Linked DNA regions of Danio rerio: region 2 is linked to region 1. Evidence: chromatin contacts called from public Hi-C data. All regions are on one chromosome and are shown on one strand. The core of a region is the stretch at or near the end of the contact, and the rest is flanking DNA. Distances in the headings are between cores, read along the strand shown. Region 1 overlaps wdsub1 (WD repeat, sterile alpha motif and U-box domain containing 1). Region 2 overlaps tanc1a (tetratricopeptide repeat, ankyrin repeat and coiled-coil containing 1a).

Region 1 (4,722 bases), core at 343-2,842:
TTTCTTATGTAAATAGCTGCTGGTTTTTAGGACTGAAGCAGAAATAATCAGCTTAAATGCACACAAACTCTCCTCTGGACAGCAAAACAGACAAGTGCTTTATATAACTCAACAAATCCCGTGTTTACATTCCCCACAATCTCTAGGATTAGTTCTTATTTTGGCCACTTTCCATTATTTTTCCTCAAAACTCAATCAAGATTTGCTGTTAGGTAATGTATACACAGGAAAATCCATGTGGGTTTTATATAATTCTGCATGACATCGGCACAATTCTGAAGTTAAGGTCATTCCTGCACTATTATTATATTGTGATACATGTCTGAGGCACTATACTGTATTTACACTACCAGACAAAATTCTTATTGTCAATTCCAGTTGTAAGAGCAAAAAATAATAACTTAACTTCTAGTTGACCATTTGGAAAAGTGGCAGAAGGTAGATTTAACTGATGAATCTATTCAACTGCATCTCAATCATCACAAATACTGCAGACCTATTGGTACCCGCATCGACCAAAGATGCTCATAGAAATCTGTCAAGTTTGGTGAAAGAAAAATCATGGTTTGGGGTTCCATTCAGTATGGGGGCGTGTGAGACATCAAAAATCCACATCAAAAATCATGAAAGCAAAAAAGGTCAAGGTGCTCCAGGATTGGCCAGCCTAATCACCAGATATGAACATTACTGAGCAAGTCTGAGGTATGATGAAGGAGGAGGCATTAAAGATGAATCCAAAGAATCTTGATGAACTCTGGGAGTCCTGCAAGAACACTTTCTTTGTCATTTCAGATGACTTTATTGATAATTTATTTGAGTGATTGCAGAGATGTATGGGTTCAGTCCTCCAAGCTCATAAGAGTCATCCACAATATTTTTTATTTTTTTGCACTGCAGCATGACTTTATACTCTACACTGTACTGTATTATTTCTGTTAAGTGACATGACTTTTGTCTAAGCAAAGTAAGACCTTATTGTCCTAATTAAATAATTAAAAATCAAGACATGATCATATTTTATTCTGCTAAAATAAGTGTAATCTAGAGGCCTTTGCCACTTCTGATACTAAATGATCAAATAGAAGTCAAGTTATTATTTGGTGTTTCTAAAACTTGGATAGGCGATAAGACTTTTGTCAGGTAAAGCCAGAGAAAAAGAAAAGATGGATAAGCCAGAATATTATGACCACATCACAAAAACATCCGCAAGACAGAATTTTAAGTTTTGGTCAAACTTTTGTAAATTACCAAAAATGTAATGCTACTTTTAGTAATAGTATTTGGTACTCAGAAATGGTCTGTGTTATTAATGCTGATTTTGGGGTAAGGAGTTGCAAAAACGTTTGGTAACACTTTAGCAACTATTAACTTTTATTACCTGCCTATTAAGATCTTATTCTACATCTCTAATCCTACCCAATACATAAACCCAACTACTAGCTTCTGCAGCAGCTAATTAATGGTTTATCGCGCTAATAGTCTTAATTAGTTAATAGCGTGACTTGTACATTCAAATGCCACCACACATTCATATTGAAAAGAGCCAGGGAAAGTTTGTAAACAAGCAAGCTGTTATTAAGATTCAGCCACATGCTTTGACCAGCGTTGTCATGGAAACCCCCTAAACCACTGAAAGGCTCCTAAAACACTGCTTTCATCAGCGAGCATTCAAAAAAATGCTTTACGAAGGGGTGATTGACCTGAAGAAGAAATGCAGACGAAGGTAATCACACTCTATCTGTCCAATGTCTCATAATACACTATGAAATTCAATGAAGCTAATCAGTTTTCCTTTGTTTCAAGCTCTGAAGTGATGCTTTCAAATGAATGAAAGAGGCTTGGGCTCAGCTGTTCAGCAGTCAGCCTGACATTTCCATTGTGGAAGGAAGAGGCTCCTCACATAAAATGGTTATATTTTGCTCAAATATACAGTATCGAGCTCATTCTGCAATGCTCTTATTTCAGATTCATTTGTCTATGTGGAAAAGATTGGGAATAATAAACTTAAGTAATCACTCAAACTACTGACAAACAATTGAGTTTGTGACCATGCATAAAAATAATGCAAGTTAGCATCATCAAGCAGCAAAATAATAAGCCGTTTTTATGACTAAAAATAAATAAAATCAATAGAAGTGTTTGTAACAGCAAATAAGGTTCCAATGGCTCTTATATGAAAGAATAAGGTGAATGCAGCAAGACATGAACAGAAAACACACTGAATGATTTTACCAATGTGCAAGTCAGAGCTGAGTGTCTCCTTGCTGAGAGAGAGTAGCTCTTCTCCATCGATGTTATTGGATTTAAATGCGTCAGTCACGGCCTCCAGCCCCTCCTCTCGTAACCATGCCAACACCTCTTCCTCAGACCATTCGCTCACCATCAGTCTGGAGTGACCACAAGCCTTCCTGCCTGAGAGACAGAATCACCAGCGTATGGGTCAATGACACAATACTCTCCTACCCATTAAAAATGAGTTAGAGCAGAACAATAGATCACATCTGATTTACATGCATTAATAAATTAATGAGATTTGGAATACATAAATACTATAAAGTAGGGCTGTGCAATATGATGATTTCTGCCTGATCTCATGAGGAAACAAAGATTTTTTTTCAGTTTAGTGGCTAATTCATATGAGTTTAGTCATATGAAAATGTGGATTCTAAAGAGGAGGCGTGGCACCAAAGCCCACCCCTAAACCTAACCATCATTAGGAGATAAGCAAACTGTACGAATAAGTTCATATGATTTCAGGATTTCATATGAATTAGACACTTAATCAAAAAGTTCCGAGTTGCAGTGAGCTTGTGTTGGATGATATATATAATATGGGTAAAATAAAAAATCTATCATTTTATATTATGCTTTATAGTTTAATTTGTGGTATCACAAAATACATTGTTTCAACAGTTCACATTATGTATTGCTTGATACTAATAGCAGGTTTGGCATGCTGTCCCAGAAAAGAACCCTGAGCTTAGAGATAATTGAACCCAGGGCTCCCGCCTGGTCAATGAGCATGTAAGGGGGTATGAGATCAGGTAGTTCTCGAGAGGTCCCCCTGGTAAAGCCTGATTTATACTTTCGCATGGCGCCACGTCAAGGACCTCCGCTGACTCCATGCACACCTCACGAAACGGATATGAGGCTTTTATACTTGATGCGTTCACTGTAGAGTTATTCTTTAAAACGACAAAACGACAAGGGGTCAAAACAAGCTGACCGTAAAATCAGTCGGATAAACAGAAGTAGGAAGTTTTCAGATCTGTCATATCATTAATATCTTTTAAGATTTTTAAACTAATGATTTTTATACATTATTTTAATAATTATAAAGACTTTTATAACCATTCAAGATTTTCTAATCGAATTTTAACGCATCAGGATAGATGTTTTTTTTTTTTTTTTTACATTTTTTTTTAGATTTAGCCCATTTCACAATTGACACATTACTGTCTGGCTAGCTTGTCCTCTACTGATATGCTCCACCAATAAAGCTTAAAAAAGGGCATCAGTATATTGTAAACCGACAGGTTCAAATATTCCTTTCCAGTTATCAAAGAAATGGTTTGTTCTTAATATAGTTACTATTTAATTACTTTAAATTCTAAATTGTAATGTATAAAAGGGAGAAATGGGGTGGATTGGGAGTAATGATAGACAGGCTGCTTACAAAGAGTTTGGAATAATCCGACTGGTTTACCAATGCTTACAGATGAGAGACCAGCCAAGATCAATCATATTACATGCTTCCCTCAAAATTAGTTGAGAAACTTCACTTACGGTAAAAAAAATTCATAATTTATATTAGTGCAATATTACACACCATTACATGGATACAGACAGAAACATGAATAATAGCATCGTGGGAATGTTTCATTTTATTTTTATGTTGGTCCTGTAATCATTAGTTTTTGAAAAAGTGTTTTAGATTTAATATTTATTTTAATATACACATATACATATATATATATATATATATATACATATATATATATATATATATATATATATATATATATATATATATATATATATATATATATATATATATATATATATATATATATATATATACACACACATTTTAAATCAAACATTTGTCTAGAACTTCTAAATAAAAGCAAGAAATATGATCATATACGAGTACATTTCTGTACATTTCTTTTTGAAATGAAGATGATGTACTTTAACTGCAGACTGTCAGCTTTAGAGGGTGTTTACAGCCAAATCAGGTGAACGGTGTAGGAATTACAACAGATTGCATATGTGCCTCCCACTTGTTAAGGGTCCAAAAAAGTAATTGGACAATTGGCTTCTAAGATGTTTATTAACCTTTATTAATAATGGTCTTAAACAGACAGTTCACACACAAAAAAAGAAAATAGACTTATAAATTGTTCCAAACTTTTCTGAATTGTATTTGTTGAACAATTTTATGAATATAATCTTTTTGAATTTTTTCTGTTGACTGTTAAACACAAAATAATATATTTTTTCTGAAGAAACTGGTAGCATCTGACATTCATATAATGACATTTGTTTTTAAATGGAGGTCAAATACAGTATCCTATGTGCAAAAAAAAAACTAGTTGAGGATGAGTAAACGGTGACAAATTTTATTTATGGCAGAATTATGATAATATTTCATTTATTTAACTATTCCAAAGGCATTTCAAAAACGTCAATGCGAACAGTATTTTTAATTTAATGTTTTTT
Region 2 (4,722 bases), core at 1,511-4,010, 110 kb before region 1:
ATGACTTTATATCTTGGAATTGCAAAGTATTTTGCAGAATTCTGTGTTTATTTCTCAGAATTGTGAGTTTACATATTGTAATTCTGACTTAATATCTCAAGATTTCGAGATTTCGAGTTTACATCTCACAATTGTGAGAAATTTTATTTTATTTCACACAATTCTGAGATAAAAAGTCACAATAACCTTTTGTTATTCTTTATTTAGTGGCAAGAACGGGCTTTCATTGAAAGCAGTAGTAATGATGCTTAAAAGTTGCAGTCATGTATATTATTTCTGTTGGACACATAAGAAGTTATTTTAAAAAATGTTGAAAACGTGTAACCATTGACTTCCATAGTTCCATATATTTCCTAATATGCAAGTCAGTGGTTACAGTGTTTGTGTATGTGTGTGTGTGTTCAATAGAATAAAAGAACTCATAATGGTGTGAAACCACTTAAGTGTGAGGAAATGTTTAATTTTGGGAATTCAACTAACCCTTTAACAACAAGCAATTTTAATATTACTTATTTTTCTTTTTTGCTCTGTATGTAGGATTGCTCAAAGGTACAGGTATTTTGGAAAGAGGTGGCTATGTTCCTTTTTGAAATGGTATCTGTAAAACTGTCCAGGAAATCGGAAATCTTTATTTTGGAAATTACTTATGAATATATTGATTGCCACAACAGCACTCATAAACTTATTAATATAAGTTCATCAAATTGCAAAGCTTCTAATAGCTTTGTATTGGAGAAAAAATGGAAATACCATCTATTGTATAGTGGATCAATAATATGTCCTTCTGTTTAGCTATGGAAAAGATTTCATACATGTTAAAAGGCAAATTTACTGCTTTTTAAAAAAATGCGGACACCCTTCATATATCTTTTTTCTTTTGATTCAAATTTCAGCAGTTTGCTTAACGAAACAGGATACACTCACTGGCCACTTTATTAGACACACCTGTCCAACTGCTCGTTAATGCAAATTTCTAATTAGTTAATCACATGGCAGCAACTCAATGCATTTAGGCATGTAGACACAGTCAAGACGGTCTGCTGCAGTTCAAACCGAGAACCAGAATAGGTAAGAAAGGTGATTTAAGTGACTGATTATGGCATGGTTGTTGGTGTCAAGTGGGCTTGTCTGAGTATTTCAGAAACTGCTGATCTACTGGGATTTTCATGCACAGCCATCTCTAGGGTTTACACTGAATGGTCAGAAAAAGAGAAAATATCTAGTGAGTGGCAGTTCTGTGTGCACAAATGCCTTGTTGATGCCAGAGGTCAGAGGAGAATGGTCATATAGAATGGCAACAGTAACTCAAATAACCACTGGTTACAACCAAGGTATGAAGAAGAGCATCACTGAACGCACAACACGTCAATCCTTGAGACGGATGGGCTACAGCAGCAGAAGATCACACCAGGTGCCACTCCTGTCAGCTAAGAACAGGAAACAGAGGCTACAATTCTCACAGGCTCAGCAAAATTGGACAATAGAAGATTGGAAAAATATAGTCTGGTTTGATGAGTCTTGATTTCTGCTGCGACATTCGGATGGTCAGAATTTGGCGTCAGCAACATGAAAGCATGGATCCATCCTTCCGTCCAACCTTATCAACGGTTCAGGTTGGTAGTGGTGGTGTAATGGTGTGGGGGATATTTTCTTCACACACTTTGGGCCCAATAGTACCAATTGAGCATCATGTCAACTTCACAGCCCATCTGAGTACTGTTGCTGACCATGTTCATCCCTTTAAGACCACAGTGTACTAATCTTCTGATGGCTACTTTTAGCAGGATAAGACACCATGTCATAAAGCACAAATAATCTCAGACTGATTTCTTGAACATGATAATAAGTTCATTGTACTCAAAGGGTTTCCACAGTAACCAGATCTCAATCCAATAGAGCACCTCTGGGATGTGGTAGAACGGGAGATGGATGTGCTGCCGAAAAATCTGCAGCAACTGCGTGATGCTATCATGTCAATATGGACCAAAATCCCTGAGGAATATTTCTCGTACCTTGTTGAATCTATGCTAAAAAGGATTAAGGCAGTTGCAAAGGCAAAAGGGGTCCAGCCCGCTACTAGTAAGGGTGTACCTATTAATATGGCCGGTGAGTGTAAGTTGACACTGACTTGGCCTATCTACATATTGCCCTATTTCCGAAAGATTTATTTAATCAAACCATTATCATATTGATGATCTCATATCTTGTATATGGATGATTTGTATTTTCAACAATTTCTTCCTAAAGAATAATCTATGATGCCCCCAACCCCTCTTTTTCATCATCTTTTTTGTTTGTTTTTGTTGTTTTTCATTTTAAATTATAAACAAAGATGTAAATATGATTGTGATGTGTTATATTGTAACATTTTTGTTATATTGTCACATATCTCATCAAAAAGATTGTTCAAAAAATATATTATTTATTTAAATTTCACTAAATGCTTTGTGTTTTTGTTCTTTCATTTTCTTTCCATTTCTTTCTTTTTTTTCTTTCTTTTTTACACCCCCTAAATTACAAGTCATTTGCATGCTTTGGCAGTGTTGTGCATGTTGACAGTCATGCCAGTAAAGCTCGACTCTGACTCAGCAGACACAGGAGAAACTGCTCAGGGAGATTAAAATCATTACAGACTCCTCGTTTATACTGGAATCTCTCTGGGAGTACAGGACAGCCGATCGCAACCATCACACACACAGCTCAGAACGCCAGCCTTAAAATCCCATCTGGAAAGACTTAACTGTCTCTCTGTGTGTGCGCGTGTATCTCTCTCTCTCTCTCTCACTCTCTCAGCTCCGGTTTTCCTCTCATTTTCACTCTGTCTGCAGGTTCAATCAGGACTCCCAAATATGTGGAGAATCTTTGCGTTCCCGGAGCTCCTGTCACCTGCAGTCTGAAGAACAGGAAGAAGAGCAATACTGGTGAGTAACTTCTTCTGTGTGTGTCAGAATCTGTGGCACAATTCTGATAGTCTGCACTTTTGAGTCAACGTGTGCTTTTGTTTATGCAGTGATCATTGTGTGTGGGTAAGGCGATGTTACTTCGTGGGGACCAAATGTCTTCGGAATGTACATTTGTATTGATTGATTAGAGAATCTGCTTTGTGTGAGGGTTAAGTTTAGGGGATGTAAATTAGCATTGCCCAAATATATATATAAAAAAAGAAAATAATAGTCAATGGAAAGTCCCCACAGTCTGAGTAAGATTTGCCCTTGTCATAAACTGAGGGATGGTGTTTTTCTGATGTGGGGAGTTACACGAATTTACAGCTGAGAGTTCGGTAAATCCAGCAGTCCATTAAACCGCATTCCTCCCTCCCTCTTACTTTTTTTTTTTTTTTTTACTTGGTGTGTACTTCTGTCTAATCTTGCTCTTTTCTAATGCTTGCATTCTTCATCTGTGCAAAGTTCTGGATGTTTAAGCTTTGTGCTAGTGTTCAAGCTGATTTTCTTGTTGTTTTTGGTTTTGTGATGCAGTTAGGATGGTAACATTAAGCTCTGCACTGGTAAATCTAATTAATTTCAGGAATTTTTGTGTGAAATATGGAGGGTTTACAGGTACTGGCTTTTTACATTGCACTAAACCGCAGCTTAACATCAGTTTAAAGGCCACTTTTGACTCCAGGTAAAGGAACTTTTCAGGCTTGTGATTTATAATTTAGGGTCAGCACTGATTTTTATGCAGTGTTATGATGCCCTGGATAGCATTGCTTTCGCAGGGTTAACCCTGCATTGCGGTACTAAACATGCAATGTGAAACAATGTCATGTTAGAACGTTACAATAAAGCAAAAAAGAAGTCAAATTGAGAAAAAAAAGCTTTAAATAGGGAAGAATTTAATGTTGTTTTGTGTTTTTATAGTTCCAAAAGTCCATCCAGGAAAAACTGGATGGCATCTGGCAATAGATAGAGATATGCCGATATTTAATATTTCAGTGTTAATGAATATTGGTATTGTGGGCTCATAAATTAACATAAATAATTATTTATTAGTTAAACCTTTAGAGTGCTTTTTGAGAATATTCACATTGTATTTGCAGTGGTGTTCATAACAGCACCTATAATTAACATTAGTTAATTTATCTAAACTCACTATGAAGCTACAAACACTTTAATCTTAGCTGATGTAAATCTTTTAGTTAATGCATGATATCCAGTAAAATCATAGTCATAATCTAATTCCAAGTTAATGACTAATAAAATTTAGTTATATTTTTATTTTTCCAATATGTACTGTAATGAATCTCTTTTCTCACTGTTGATTTTAATTCATTTACAAATGAGCCATTGCAGTAGAGTGTTACCTGATGTGCTTTATAATCCTTGGATTTAGGTTGTTGTTAGGTTGAAACATTTCCTTACTCTGAACATTTACATACAGTTGAAGTCAGAATTATTAGCCCCCTGAATTATTAACTCCTCTGTTTATCAAACCCCCCCCCCCCCCCCACAATTTTTCTGTTTGATAGAGAGACTTTTTTCAATGCATTTTTAAACTAAAAACTAATTTCTAATAACTGATGTATTTTATCTTTGCCATGATGACAGTAAATAATATTTTACTAGATATTTTTCAATACATTACAGCTTAAAGTGACTTTTAAAAGCTTAACTATGTTAATTATTTTAACTAGGCAGGTTAGGGTAATTAGGTAAGTTATTGTAGAACAATGGTTTGTTCTGTAGACTATGGGCAACAAATATCTTAAAGGGGCTAATAAGT

Evidence for each region. Hi-C and Micro-C count contacts between places; a contact is called where the count stands out from the background.
Region 2: a contact with region 1 is called in a Hi-C map of embryo, with 4 times the contacts expected there. The contact joins two enhancer-like sites. A contact is called at or near these places in 8 of 18 Hi-C or Micro-C datasets (caudal fin, embryo, fibroblasts and 2 more) and 1 of 4 datasets of contacts at active chromatin or transcription factors (caudal fin).

What each region holds. Positions count from the first base shown.
Region 1 is chr6:12,982,686-12,987,407 of GRCz12tu, reverse strand. wdsub1 (WD repeat, sterile alpha motif and U-box domain containing 1) reads right to left here. Exons shown (of 12, transcript NM_001077769.1): 10 at 2,233-2,412. Among named protein-coding and RNA genes, the nearest start is that of wdsub1, 17 kb to the right of the region's middle. Within about 2 kb of position 1,592, at least 4 of the 62 cell types and tissues checked have an H3K27ac peak or open chromatin away from gene starts, as enhancers often do.
Region 2 is chr6:13,096,704-13,101,425 of GRCz12tu, reverse strand. It overlaps tanc1a (tetratricopeptide repeat, ankyrin repeat and coiled-coil containing 1a), which reads left to right. Exons shown (of 27, transcript XM_005165845.5): 4 at 2,829-2,921. Among named protein-coding and RNA genes, the nearest start is that of tanc1a, 62 kb to the left of the region's middle. Within about 2 kb of position 2,760, at least 9 of the 62 cell types and tissues checked have an H3K27ac peak or open chromatin away from gene starts, as enhancers often do.